2 separate regions of the Drosophila melanogaster genome follow, and region 2 is linked to region 1. A link is a contact called in public targeted proximity ligation data. All regions are on one chromosome and are shown on one strand. The core of a region is the stretch at or near the end of the contact, and the rest is flanking DNA. Distances in the headings are between cores, read along the strand shown. Region 1 overlaps tai (taiman). Region 2 holds the start of Aldh (Aldehyde dehydrogenase).

Region 1 (7,030 bases), core at 4,066-6,565:
ACCCTTTTTTTCTCTCAGTGCTCTCTGTGCGTTGGTGCAGCGCTCTGTAATTAATTTGGCAGCTACACACACACACACACACATCGCAGGGCAGAGAAAAAGAGAATTTTTAAAACCGGCGCAATATCGAATTACCATTGACGGACAGGCGTGCCAGCCCATACAGGGTGTGCTTCTGTGCGAGTTTCTCTCAGTGTATCCCAACAAATTTAAGCTTTTTATATTAATAGAGATAATGAGAACTATGAGTAATTAAGTCATATCTCTTTTTTCATTTTATATGCTAATTTAGAGAATAGCTTGAAATAAAAGTATATGTGCTTGGAATTGTGCTGTTTGAGGCTCACTTATGTTGTTTTTCCTATAATAGAAATATATATTATTAAATTTTCCCAACTTCTATTTACTTTGTGAATCATGCTGCTTTCATAATATTTACCTTTGTGGTTTCCCCCTTTTCTCTGTAAATCTTGCTCAGTCAGGTGGGCTGTAAATGAACATGGGCAGTTTTCACGAAACTGGCAATCCGATCATAATTAAATTTCAACAACAACAAACACACCGAAAATAAGTATCAAAAAGATTTAAGACTTTTCCACAGATCCAGTTGGATGAATAGTGTGTGAAAAGGTCGGTGGCGAAACGAGGGGCGTTGTGTGGCACGGCCCTAGGATGCGAGCTCTGTCCAACTTAATTACTTGCTGGCTGCTCCGCTGCTCGGCTTACAAACAAAACAGAAATGGAATGAATTAAAGAGTGAGCTGTGTGGGGAAGGGGGAAAGGTTGGGTGGGGGGGAGGGTGGTGTAGAGGAGGAGGGTTTTGGAGCCGGAGAAGAAATCCATTTAATTAAATTTGCATGAGCACAACAACGCAACACAAATACCAACACAAATGCAAACAACGGAGCGGCAAACCTGCGAATGCAATCTGAGCGACGGCGTCAATGCCAGTTGCTGTCAAACTGTGACAGCCGACTGAGCGGCGAGCGTTGGATAAGGGTTAAGGATTCGCGGCCAGAAAGAGAATATGGTAATGATGGCCCGTCCAGAAAGTTGCAGTAAAAAAATGAAGTGATTTTTATTGCTCATGTCTGTCGAGCTGAAAGAACCGGAATTAATTATGCTGTACGTTTTAAAATGACCGAAATCCAATAATTTGACACGGCATTTTTAACTTGGCTTGTACTTGAATATTGCCTACTTAAAAATTTAAATTTCATAAATTTTTTTTCAAGTTTTTGAATATTTTAGATATCATTACTTTTTATTATTCAATTATAAATCTATGACCACATCATCGCAATTTCAATTTCAGAAAGCGAATCGTTCTATATTTTATTTATTTAACCAATAACTTGAATCAATTCAGACCTCACTCCTTTTGACGTATAAAGTTTCAATTGTTAACATCCTTATTTGTAGCCCTTGACTCTTTCTGACTTTCATGTAATTGTTTACAAGCCCCAACTCGAGCTGTCCGAGTGAATTCAATTTCAAACGCCCCAATCCACATTCCAGTGCCATCAGAACTCCGTCCAAGCAAATAGAAGACCTGCCACAATATGAAAGGCTCTTCAATAACTGGACTTATTGCACCTGCCACAGCCATCAAGTCAAACAACTGTCAGAAACTGTGAAACCAATACGAGATTTTGTTCGTGCCAGCAGTGTGTTTTTTGCGGATAAAACCGGAGCTCAACTGATAATGGGAGTACCCACATACCATACCATACCATACCATACTGTACCATCTCATCCTCCGCCATTCTCGCCTACCATTATCGGTCAGCAAGGCAAACAGACACAGCAGGAAGTCGCATGAGCGGAAAATTGGAAAAACTCTGGAAAAATACTGAGCGCAGGATAGGCGAAAAAAAAAATACATATGTATATATGTATATGTGGAAAAACGTGGAAAGGAAGAGAAAAATGGAATAAAATTCTTGCTGACTGGCAACGTAAAGTGAAAAGCATACAAAACGCCGGGCAATTGCGGTGGGCGGAGGATATACGAGTATAGGGGGCGTGGCTGGCATATAGAGTGAAATGTTAGACAAAGTGGCAGCACACACACACACACACACACACACAACGACCTGCATGCAAAACAGTTTTTGCCGCTGTAAACTTATACTTTTGTGCAAACAACAAACGAAGGCAACGTCAGAGTTGCCAGAGTTTGTCACATGAAGACGCACAATTACACGAGGGGGCTTAAAAGGATATGCTACATGGCTAAAATGTGGGGCCCGTGGAGATGGGTTGGAAAAGCGCGGCGCGGGGCGCTTGCCTCGTGGAACAATTGCAGCCGTCGCCGTCGTGGAAACTGTGACAATGTTCAGTCGTGTGTGTAAACAATTGTAATCCGGTAGAAAAATCACAAGCACCCCATCAGCCAAAGGACAAAGAAACACACGAGCTCAAATCCACCCATTCCCAAGTCCAGATTTAGGTCCTGAACTAGGACTATGACTAGGCCTATCTATGAGCGGAAATGTAGTGGAATGCCAGACAGCCAGAGGGGCAAAGTAGCTTTAATGATTGGGCCAAATGACAGAAAATAGAGTAACACGATATAGAATCAATCTATCAGATACTCTGTAAAGTTGTTGTGCGCGAAAAAACTGGATATATATATACAGAATTACTTATGCCTTGGCCTTCCTCAACACATTAATAATATGAATCGAATCCAATAACATAATGCACCTTGCAACGAAGTGTTTTAATTCCCAACCCTGAACCCTCTACAGTTTTATATTAATTCAAACCCTAATCTGGCTTATCTCGCAGTTTTATCAACCCTTTTCCACATGTGCTAATCGCATCTTTCTCCCTCTGATTACAGGTGAGTAATGCACGCGAATCAAAGTAGCACGCAACTGAGGAAATACTTAGACAAAAAAAAAAACTGAGAAAGTATCCGAAAAACATCACTGTGTCGGTGCAACTTAGTCTACGTAGTTGAAACTCTTGCCTGCGACATGTAAACAAAATGCAAAGTGCGCAAAGCCAGCAACAAAAGTCGAAAAAACAACAACAGCAACGGCATTGCGAAGGTTAGCTTTATATATTTTATTTACTCATAAATTAAATTTTTGCAGTCTGGCTGAGATTTCATTGAAACGCAGCCAAGACAGCAGCGAACAAGGTAGAGGAAATCAACTTGAGAGATTGCTCAAAGATTAAGCACACTTGCACACACATTCGATTATAAAGTGCGTTCGCAGTTGTAGGACAGTCGAAGGTTTTAATTAAATTATTTGACACTTCATAAGTCAATCAGATATTCGACTTTATGATGGAATGGAATCATGGAATTTAACAACTTGAAATGAAGGCACCTTTTGATAAAAAAAAAACTACGTGTGGAACGTTTCCAAGCCACACTTGGATAGTTATAAAAGTGCTAGAAAAAGTAATTCTTTAAAGATAGTATTCTGCATAAATTTATCAACACAATTCGAAGCGCCATAAATCTTTGGAATACCGCCGAAAATTGTTTACTTCACCGATCCAAACGATTGCATACAAATGCGCTGTTTACTCCGAATGGCATCATCTATGTGCATATGTCCCATATGTCAGCACGTGCAGCAATGCACTTGGTCAATGCCACCGCAGAATGCAGAATGCTATCGAAATCTTTGGGATTTCACCCCACATACAACATACAACTGATTGCCAACTGATGTAGCTTCTGTTAAGTAGGACTGTGAGGCAGTTGGGGCTTAAACAGCTGTTTCAGCTGCTTATGAGCTAACCTTACCCACAAAACGTAAACAAGTGCAGCGTGGGGAGAACAACAACAACAACAGCAACAACAGCAAAATGCTAAATCGACTCTGACCCACTGACATTATTTCGCCGACATAGACGGCAAAAAAAAACAAAAAAAAAAACAGCAGCAACAACTGCGAAGAGTGCATTCAGTCGGCAGGTGAAACACTCGAAATGCGAGACTCAGAGCGGGGCATTACAAAAAGTGCCGGAAAGAGAGACTTCTGGTCTATAAGGTCGGTTCGGATGGGGGAAGTATGTACATATATACATACATACATATAAATATGTAGAGGTGGGTTGCCTATGGTGGAGGAAGGCCGCCGATTGCATAGCCGTTTGGCCGGTCGCTCATTAGATGTTATCATCCATGTTTTTGCCGTAGTTACTGTCTATTGAATCATTCAGTTACAGTTCTGATATAATAGAGCCCCGTTCTGGTTCACTCAGATCAAATAAATTGCCTGGCAAGTTAAATGGTGATTACTGGCCTGGGGAAATGGGGCTCTTCGAAATGGTAGCAATTTTAGCTATTATAGCGACTATTTGATTGGTATTCTATTAAAACGATGAATTTGTTGAGAATTATGTACTCTCTGTGGAATGGGAATTTCTCTTAGGTATGCAAAATAGTAATGGTTTGCAACTATAAAATAATTTAAGTTAAATTCGATTCTTATTAACGCCTCTGTGTATAATAATAATCTAAATTAATTTCTTTGTAAATTCGTGTGCCACCATAATTTCACAAACCGTTCAATTTGACAACTATTTTTTAATTGCACAAATGGGCCTCCGCCTTTCACAAAGTTATTTAGCAGTGTTATTTTGACGCCGTTCAATGGAAAGTGAAAACTGTCAATGCCTGAATTGGCAATTAGTCAGTGAAAGTGTAGCAGATGGCACGAGTCTTTCGCCGCCCCCCTTTCTCGTCTCGCTCTTTGATGGGGCAATTAAAGTGGCTAAACGCACAAGCGAAAGACATAATAAAAAATAAATAAAAATAATTTAAGTATGTGTCACATAAATCAATGCCAATTAATTGACTCGCTCGATTGAAACTGATTCATTAAGTCGAAAATAATAATAACAAACGGAATTGCATATAGTCTTGAAAAAAGAATATACATTTTTCCAACATTTTTATATCCTAATTGGGCACTTAATTTATATTCCGCAACTTTGTTTTCAAGTTCAAAAATATTGTGGAAATAAATTTAAGCTGCTCCCAAGCGAAATAGACTACCAGCGGAAACCTGAATCATACAATTTATCAAATATCAACAAAGTGTATATAGAGAAAAATATATAAAAAAAATCAGCAAGCAGCCGCAGTAATAACAACAACAACGGCGAGCGGCAATCGAAATACACTTGAACGTGAGTGAAACAAAATTCATGACCCACTTTATAAAACGCTTTTTCTTTCATCCATGACCCACTTTATTATTTGTAGCAATGACTGTAGCCGAGAGCGACCCACAAACAGACTCAGACTGAGAGCATTGTGTCTCTCCGAGCGGAGAGATCCGAACCGAGCGAACATATGTTTTATTCACACACCATTCACACAATTAGTTTGCTAAAAATGCAGGCTTACCCACACAGAAGTCTGAAAAACACAGCAGCAGCAGCTGAGCAAATGGGGCTTTCGTGGTGTACGAGACGCGGTGGGGAAGTCAGCTAGACCAGACTAGACTTAGTTAACTTGGCTTAAACAAGTGCACAGGTCTCTGGTTATGGCGAACAAGGCAGCGCACACAGCTGAGACCAGTCAAGAAAAGCTCTGGCAACAAAAAAAAAAAAAATGAAAGACGAGTTTAACTAAAGTTACTTGTGGGCTAAACATGTGCTCACTTATTTTAGTGAATATACACTAAAACACTCGATCAGAAATAAACACCTTAAATGCAGGAAAACTGCACATATCTGTCATCTGTCCTTCGGGAATTCCCAAAATATGATAACCTTACCTCGAAAGTCAACCCGCACATTTGGGTTAGTCAGAATGAATCAGCATTTGTGAGCAAGCTGCCACTTAAATTCCATAGAAACTCCATTCCGCATGCACAAATAAACCGAAAAAAAAAAATATTTACAAATTGTATTTGTTTTTGAGGGTGATATCAATTTGCAATTGATGTCAAGGATACTGCGCAGTATGCGGAAGTGAATTAAAATGTGAGTCAGGTAAATGAGATTACAAACAAATAGAAAATATCCCAGGATGAGATCACTTATATGAAATAATTGGTAAATTTTTAAAACGATCCTCCCCACTTTTCAGCCAAAAATTCACTTGCTCGCTGTACTTTTTTTTTATTTTAGTATATTCCTCTTTGAATTCCAAATTCCAAGTTTGAGCCGACAGGCCAAACATCACGTATACCTCCAAAAACCCAAAAAAAAAATCAAAACAATTTTTTGAGCTTTGCCCCCGAGCTACGTTTTGCACTTTCTTCGCTTCCCCGGCTTCATGGCATTCGTATACGGTGCGTATGAGTGATGCGATTTTGAATTACACAGCACACTCTCCATAACAATCATCATCACGTGAGTCGTGACTCAATTTGTCTAAGCTCTCGCATAGGTGTAAACGAAAGCTTCAAAAAGCTGAAACCAAGTTCCAAAACTCTGGCTGACATAATGATCAACATTAAATGTAATGAGTAATTTGTTTTCTCTGTATATAGAGTCTGCATTTTGTTGGCCAACAGTCGAGAGAGCTGTGATTCATGTGAAATGGAACGACCTTGCCAGTGGGCTTATGTCTCCATTGGTATGCAAATTCATCATCAAAGAGTTTAAAAGCAGCAGAAGGGAGCAATCGTTACCAGAACATTCGCGGAATCATTGCTGCTGACAGGTTGTTATATGAATTCAGTGGAATTTTATTGACAGCGGTGATAAAACGCATTTATTTCACCATTACGTAATTTATTGAGTCAGTTCGTCTTGCCTTATTTTATTAAAAAAAAAACAATTAAGCGATATAATACAATATATTCTTAAGTTTAATAAATGTAAGTTTTTAAATTTTTTGCTTTTACTAAACGAAATAAGTACATATGTATGTAGTTTTTTCTCCCCGATAAATTGCCGCAAATTCACTTTGCAATCAGACGCACCATTAAAATCTGTATTATCCCAACCACTCAATTTTCCGATGATCAAACAAATGCCGTCGATTGTCATTTTAAGGCACATTGTTTGTTTTCCTTTGGGGCGAAAGTATTGTGTCTTTCTGTCT
Region 2 (7,354 bases), core at 4,216-6,715, 160 kb after region 1:
CAAATTATTCAAACTGAAGATGCCTCGTTTGCGTAGAATCTCATTAAGACACAGCAATTATGGCATAACTAACCTTTGACTAAATGCTTTCTCCATCAAGGATTCCCATTTTGGACTCTCTCGACCGGTCAAAACAAATTCATGGACTTTGCCAAGCATGCAGAGGGATTAGACATCAGACCGAATAATATTATGGCCAAAAAGGCACGTCTGGAAATGTGGCTGCAAATTGCGCAACTGAAAGTCTGTGATGGTAGAGGGATATCACTTTTATATGCATGGTTGGCAAATGTGTGGATATGCATTGCATGCACCTGGTAAAAAGAATAAACCGACATGGCCATTCCACACCCACCTCTTGACCCCCTTCTCCGACACTTGGCATATTCATAATGCTGCCTTGGCCATTGTTCCATTCTCTTGGCCAACAACAATTTGTGATGCTTTCACTGTGTGTGAAGTGTGTGTGTGTGTGTGTAAGTGTGTGCTCAAATTGCAGTAAATGGCTGCGAGGGAGTTCCAAAAAAATATGGGGAGGGATCGTCCTTGTCCGCAGTTGTTGGCCAACTTGTAATGCCATATCAGCTGCCGGACAGTCGCCGAGTGCGGGGACGAGTCCTTGACTGGTTTTATTTTTGGATGATATCTTCACTTACCACCCATTCCACCCACCCATACACACACAAATGCAGAAACGTACGGCCATCCTGGCAATCCTTTTTCCGTGATGGTTCCCAACATATTTGGTCCAACTTTTTCATCTCGCGTGCTGACCGAGCTTTTATGCAGCTTAAAATAATTTTCCACCATGAATTCCTCAAAAAAATATTATAAAATATAGGAAAGTAGGAGACTCTTTCGCTACGCAACGCTCATCTTTCTAAACATGCCAATCACAGTTCTTTTATTTATCGATCCTGATCTTCCAGTACTGACAGGTCACAAATGACTAACAAGCAATGTCCTTCTGAATTTTAAAAGCTCTGTATATAATATCGTTGATCAGGATCAATAGCCAAATCGATGTGGGCAAATTGATTTCTAAGCATTTTAGGAAACAAAGGGCATTTCGTATTCGCATCCATACCCATCTTATGGCTCACACTCTACATTTAATCTTTTAAATCGCGCTGCAGTCATTGTCATGGCTTTTCGGTAGATCTCCCCACGTACGACCACGTGGATTGGTAATTGGTTTTCCCCAATAAAGCCCGCAATTCGGTCAACTTTTTATGCCGCTTTTCCACCATTTATATAGTTTTCGCGTCCTCAAATTACGTTTCGATGAAATCACTTCCATTCTCTCTTAATCCTCCACCTGTGCATTTCTTCGCCATTTTCCTTCATCAAGTGTGCATAACAAATATCACGCATACGCAGCGTGCAACCGGTGCAATCAATATTTATAGCTGACCTCAACAAGCTCGTGAGCCGATCAGGTGAAAAAAAGAGCTTCCACGCTTAAATGTGCATAAATAATTATGTCGATTGAATAAGCTGTATGAAGAATTGATGGGGAAGTTACGATAAAGGCTTGTATTTTAAAAGATTTCGGTTGTTCTTTTAGTTCAGCATTTACAGACTTTACCAATAATTGCTAAGAATTTCCATGAATTTCACAGCAAAATTAAAAGAAATGTATGTAAACAAATACTAATCACTAAAATCTGTAAATCATTTAAAAAGAATTATTTTTTCTTTGAATTTCGCAACCAATGGATTAAATTTCAAACTTTATACAAGCTATAGATAACATTTTTAGACCACATTTTGCTTTGTTATTTTACTGCTTCGTCTACAGCTTATCTATATAAAATCTTTGCACACAAAGTGTCTGGAGCATTTGGTGCGTGCATAATTTGATTATACATATATTCCACAAGGGCGATGGGTTTTCCGATGGACCCCCAGCTTTAACCACACCCCCTGGAGGGACTCAGTTTCATTTCCAATCAACGCGGGATGTTGCAATGTTTTTCCTTCTGTTGCCCTTCTTTGACACCATTTTCCTGGCCGTCGGTGCCTGGTTAATTGAGTTGGAAAACTGTTTGGCCAAAGCCCCTAGAGCCATGGGTGCTCGGGAAAATGGGGTAACGAACGTTCCTGCCCAATCAATGGAGATGAAAGACCGTGGGTTGCTGACAGCGTTGTTTTATGCGAAAACAACTCATTCTGCAGATGCAGCTCCAGGTGCGGACGGAGACGGGAATGGGTGATGAGCAAAACAAACTTTCATTAATTTTAAACAACTTAAGTCATCGCAACGGGCCAACGGACAACACCTCAACTCAGCTCAGCTCACGGCAAAGATAAATGAGCCCGCTAATGACCCCGAAAAACGCTGGATAAACTTTGCAGCTGAAAAACTTTAGATTAATGGACGGTGCAAGTTCGTTCAGCTCCGGTGGCAACAATTAAAATATTAGTTTGTTTATTCATCAAGCAATCTATAACGATAACTGACTGTTGCTATACTTTCCCATTAATCAGGGCAATTATTGCCGAGAAGAGCAAAAATTGAAATGCCAAAGGTAGCTGAAGAACAGCTTAGGTGTAATTTTCCCAGGAAACTCTCCCACCTTTCTCCCTTCATCATCCGAGTGAACTAAATGAGGTAATTACCATGCTTAAGGCTCCCAGTCCACATTCACAGCCAGTGCACGTCTGAATGGCTTTTAGCTGCCTAATTAGACCGTCTCAGGACCTGGACACTTACCTGTAATAGTTGAGGATTTGGGTGAAGACCCCGGGGTGGCGATCAAAAAAGTATTCATTGAGCACCGGATCATAGTTGGCCAGGGCTTCGGTCAGTCGGGAGAGACGTGTTGCGGGGATTTTCTTGAGCGTGGCCTTATAGGTTTCATATCTGCAATAAAGACCATAATTGTTGTTTACCAAATTATCTGATAAGTTTGCATTCATGTGATTAGACCCTGCCGGCTTACGGGTTAATAACTTAACAAATTACTCATGCCATAACTATCCACCGACCGCTTGACCCTTCTGTTGCCATTATATCGAGCCATAAAACCCGACTCACCGAACAAGTGAGCGATAAAAAAAGGTGGAGCAATTTCGAGGGAGGAAAAGGGTGAAGCAAGTGTAAGCAAAGTCCAGTCATAAGCCATTTGCATACATTTCGCTTATATTTTTCCATGGCTCTACGCGGATCTTCCCTTATTTTTTCTCCCTCCCTTTTTTACGTTGTGTGCCAAAAGCATAAAGCATTAGGGTTTGTTGGTTATGGTTCTGGCCAAGGTCCTAAGTGGGTCACGTAGATTTTGGTCTAGGATTTCCTTTGTTTGATTTGACCTTTGACAGAGATCATTACCGCACAAAATTGATGGATTTTCCCTTTATCCTGTTTGACGTCTGTTGATTTTAGCTGACCAAACAAAAGTGAATTTATTACATTCTTATAATTTGAATATTCTGGCACTGCTTTGGTGTGAGAAAATGCTTTTAGCGTTCCACTTTGTCGATTTTGTTTCAATAACTACTTAAGTTGAAATACACATGTTTTATCATATCAAATGACATACTTAAATAACCTTTCTTAAGCATCAGAAATTAAATTTATTTATTCGAAAAGCTTTAAATGCGCTTCCATATTTGATTAATAAGATTAATAAGATTAATATTTCCCTCATTTATATTGTGAAATCAAAACAATGTTCTGAGTACATTTCCCTCTGGCCAGTTCAATTTCATTTCCCGGGAAGCACAAATATTACGTGTGTTAATTATATTCCCACCTCTGCTCTACACACCGAGTATCATACTACCACACACAAGCCAAACTTAATTTACGTAATCATCCATAAAATTGTGCAAGCGCAAGGAGCGACATCGACTCCCACCAGGCGTAATTAAATTCAATTGAAAGTAATTTCCAACAAATTGTTGTAAATTTCATTTTCGCATTTATAACCCACATATGTATGTACATATACTACATGGTACTGCGTCCAGCAATCAGCCATCAATGATGGCATTTAAGTGCGTGCGCCTGAGCCGAGCTGTCCGAATGCAATTTATTTTTTACGCCAAACTGTTTACTCTCGGTTATTAAATATTTCATGCAGCTGAGGACAGCAACCGCAGCGACAGCAGAATCATCAATAACCGGCACCGCCGCATAACAATTGCCATTAAAGTTTATTCGGGCGGTTTCGGCGTTGGTAATTGGGCCCTTCGGTGGGAAAATCGAGGGGAATGGAGCCGGAATCGACCAAATGTTTACTCAGCCTCCATTTCAGTTGCATGTGCTTTTCGGACGGAAGGGTGAGACGCATTGTATTGAATTAGTTTTCCGACTGTGATTGCTTTCGTTCGCCAGTTTTGGCCAACGATGCGTATGCGTGATTCTCTTGACAGCCGTCGCTAAGCTTTCAATTTACGAGTGAAATAAATTTCGAAAGATTTTGACAAATTGGCCTAAATCGCATTTAATGAATTATGTTGAAATAAATTTCGTCCTCTTTTCGCTCATCATCAATTTTGTGCTAGTAATATGGCTGACAGCCGAAAAGTATGCCATAGCCATTTTTATTATGCGAATGCTCGTGCAAGGGGATGAAAACGTTGAGAAGCAAGCGAAATAATGAAGAGAGACAGCAACATAATAAAAATCAAAGTAATGTTCAATAATAGACGAACGATTTCGGACATTTCACTAATGCATTACTTTAATTCAATAACTTTTGGGCAAATAAATTAGCGCAATTCTTTGTATTGTACCAAAATAAATAATAATACCTTATTTATTATTACTATACAAGTCTTGCTAGTTAACAGTAAACCATCTGGCGCATTCTGTTCCACAAGTTATATAATATAATTGTGAATACAAATTCTAAAGCTCATTGATTGATTGGCCTGATAACTGTTTAGATGTTACAATATCATTTGGTTTTAAATTCATTTCCTCCCATCGTGAAATTATAAAAAATAGCTAGTCATTCTAAACGAAAAACACAAAGTTCTGGAATATTTTTCTTTTAAGCGAAATCGTATGATAATTTATACCGTGGAGGTTTGCCAAATAAGCTACAAAAGCAATCTATAGTTTCATAAATTACTAAAGAGTATCTTAACGAGATAAACAATATTATAATAACCCCACCCGGCATAATGAAATCTCCACATGCAAATGCAATTTTATTCAAGTACTTTTCGTACTTAGTACTTAGTTATTGCGTTTAAGACTCTTTGTTATTGATTTCCTTCTCTTTCTGGTTTCCCTATTGAAGAGATTATCTATCTATCTCGCTCTGACTTTATCAGCACTTATCAGTGTTGGCAATGAGCTTTTAACTACTTTATGCCTATCTACTTTTTCTCTTAAAACCATCCCATACTAATAACTACATAATACCTCAATCATATACTTATTATGATTTTGCTCCACCTAATTAATTATATAAAACAAGGTATACTATGTGGAAATTCTTTTAAGTTATAAAGCCAGCTGTGTGTATCAGTTCAAACCGTTAGGTCACAAAAATTTTATTTATTTTAATTTAAAAAAAAAATTATTAAATTTTCGGTCTAAATTGTGTTATTGTTCTTTATATGGCTCCTAACAGTTAAAAATCTTATAGATAAGGGCGACCATATGTAGCTATTTTTGGCTATGTTCTTCTGACAGCACTTGTGGCGTGGCGCGAGTTCCCCTCTAGACACTTAAATATTCCTAAGTAGTTTTCGCGAGCGGCAAAGCTACGAAATCGTTTCAGTTGTCCGTCGACCGCTGAACAATTAAGACGCAGTTCTAGTTTTGCGCTCTCAGTACTTTTCTCTAGTTTTTCTATCCGGAAAAGTATAAAAAATAATCTATTCAAAATGCTGCGCGTTTTGAAGACCGGTGCCCTGCTGCGTTCCCAGGCCAAGAACTTCGCAGCAGCTGTTGCGAACTACTCCTCCCTCCCGCAGCCACAGACAACGCCCGATATCCTCTACACCGGGGTAAGTCCTAATCCTAACTCAAATCCAAAAAAAAAAAAAAATAAAAAGTGAAAAGCATTATAAATAAATTGCGGCATTTGTAGCAATCGCACTTGCAATCTGAGTAAAGAACTCAACAGGAAAGCAAGCATTTGACTTGTTTTTGAGCTGACCTTGAGGCGAGCAACTACAGCTGTTATCGCCCTAGAGCCCCTCCTCAAATACCCTACATATGCGAATCCAGTTTTTAGGTTCTCCGGTGTAGGTCTTCCCCATTTCGATTTTAACGAAAAGAAATTGGCAAATCAGCGCAACGCAAGCGAGTCTCACCGCATTCAGATCACGTACACCAAATGTTTATCGGCAGATGTAGGGGATTGTAGGGGATTAGGCTGCTTAAGCGAATCGAAAGACCGGCGACTAAAATAAATATACAAAGGCGATATCGAAAAAGCAAAAACAACAATCGCATATGTAGTTCGCCGGCTATTGTTGTTGTTATTTCTGCTTCAGCTTCTCATTGTTTGCCATACCCGGTTTCTTTGTTACGTCAGCAGTGGCGCTCGCACACGCAAAACAAAAATTTGTTTGCCGCAAATTCTCATCATTTATTCTTCTCATCGCCTCGCGCTTTCATTTCTTCTCTAGGGAAATTTGCATAAATTTAACCATTGTCATTTTTTATCTTTAGTGTCACCAATTAAAACTAGCGTTCGTTCGATTTAATTGAAAAGGAATTGCGGTTAGGAAGCGAGCCAAATGTGGTTTTTGTCCAGATGTTAAATGGGATCCAATGAAATTAGAGCAGTTCGTATATAGTAAACATTTTTGCAGAAAAAACTTGAAAATCCAATGTGCACGGTTTTTATTTGTCTATATATATTTCAGAATTTTTAAAGAAACTCCTAGCTTACATCGCTCTTAAACTGTCTTTAAATAATTGTTAGTGTTCTATGTTTTCCAAAAACAAGGAAGTTCTTAAAAATTTGTATATAATAAATATTTTTGCAAATGAACTTGATTTTCAAATATGCATGTCTTGCATACCAATATATTTTTGTTTTTAAGTCTAAAAATGAAATCTTGCATACCTCTTAAATTGGCTTAGAATAGCAAATAACATATATATAGACCATATATGTACATATATGCTGAACCCTAAAGCAAAATATTTCAATTTTACAAGAATTGAGCATTCGTCTATTTTGAGTGAACTGCATATTATGCAACCTTTATAGTACTTATACATATGCCATAATCTGAGAATCTGCTTTCATAACAAGAAATATCAGCCCATAATGTCTCGCGCACCACAAACGTTCTAATCTCTTGATTTATCTTATTGTATTTGTGTTTGTTGGCATAGGCAGTTTCCACTTCTTATCACCGGCAGCCCTATTATTTTGGG

The links.
Region 2: a targeted proximity ligation map of the Kc167 cell line shows a contact between it and region 1, with 4 times the contacts expected there. A contact is called at or near these places in 4 of 107 Hi-C or Micro-C datasets (the Clone 8 cell line, the D17-c3 cell line, the Kc167 cell line and 1 more) and 2 of 7 datasets of targeted methods (the Kc167 cell line and the S2 cell line).

The regions. Positions count from the first base shown.
Region 1 is chr2L:9,224,681-9,231,710 of dm6, forward strand. All of the region lies in intron 2 of tai (taiman), which reads left to right. Among named protein-coding and RNA genes, the nearest start is that of tRNA:Thr-AGT-1-1, 8.4 kb to the right of the region's middle.
Region 2 is chr2L:9,381,924-9,389,277 of dm6, forward strand. Aldh (Aldehyde dehydrogenase) reads left to right here and starts at 5,466. Exons shown (of 4, transcript NM_135441.2): 1 at 5,466-5,967. The coding sequence starts at 5,845. It overlaps Shawl (Shaw-like), which reads right to left. Exons shown (of 11, transcript NM_135440.2): 3 at 2,717-2,866.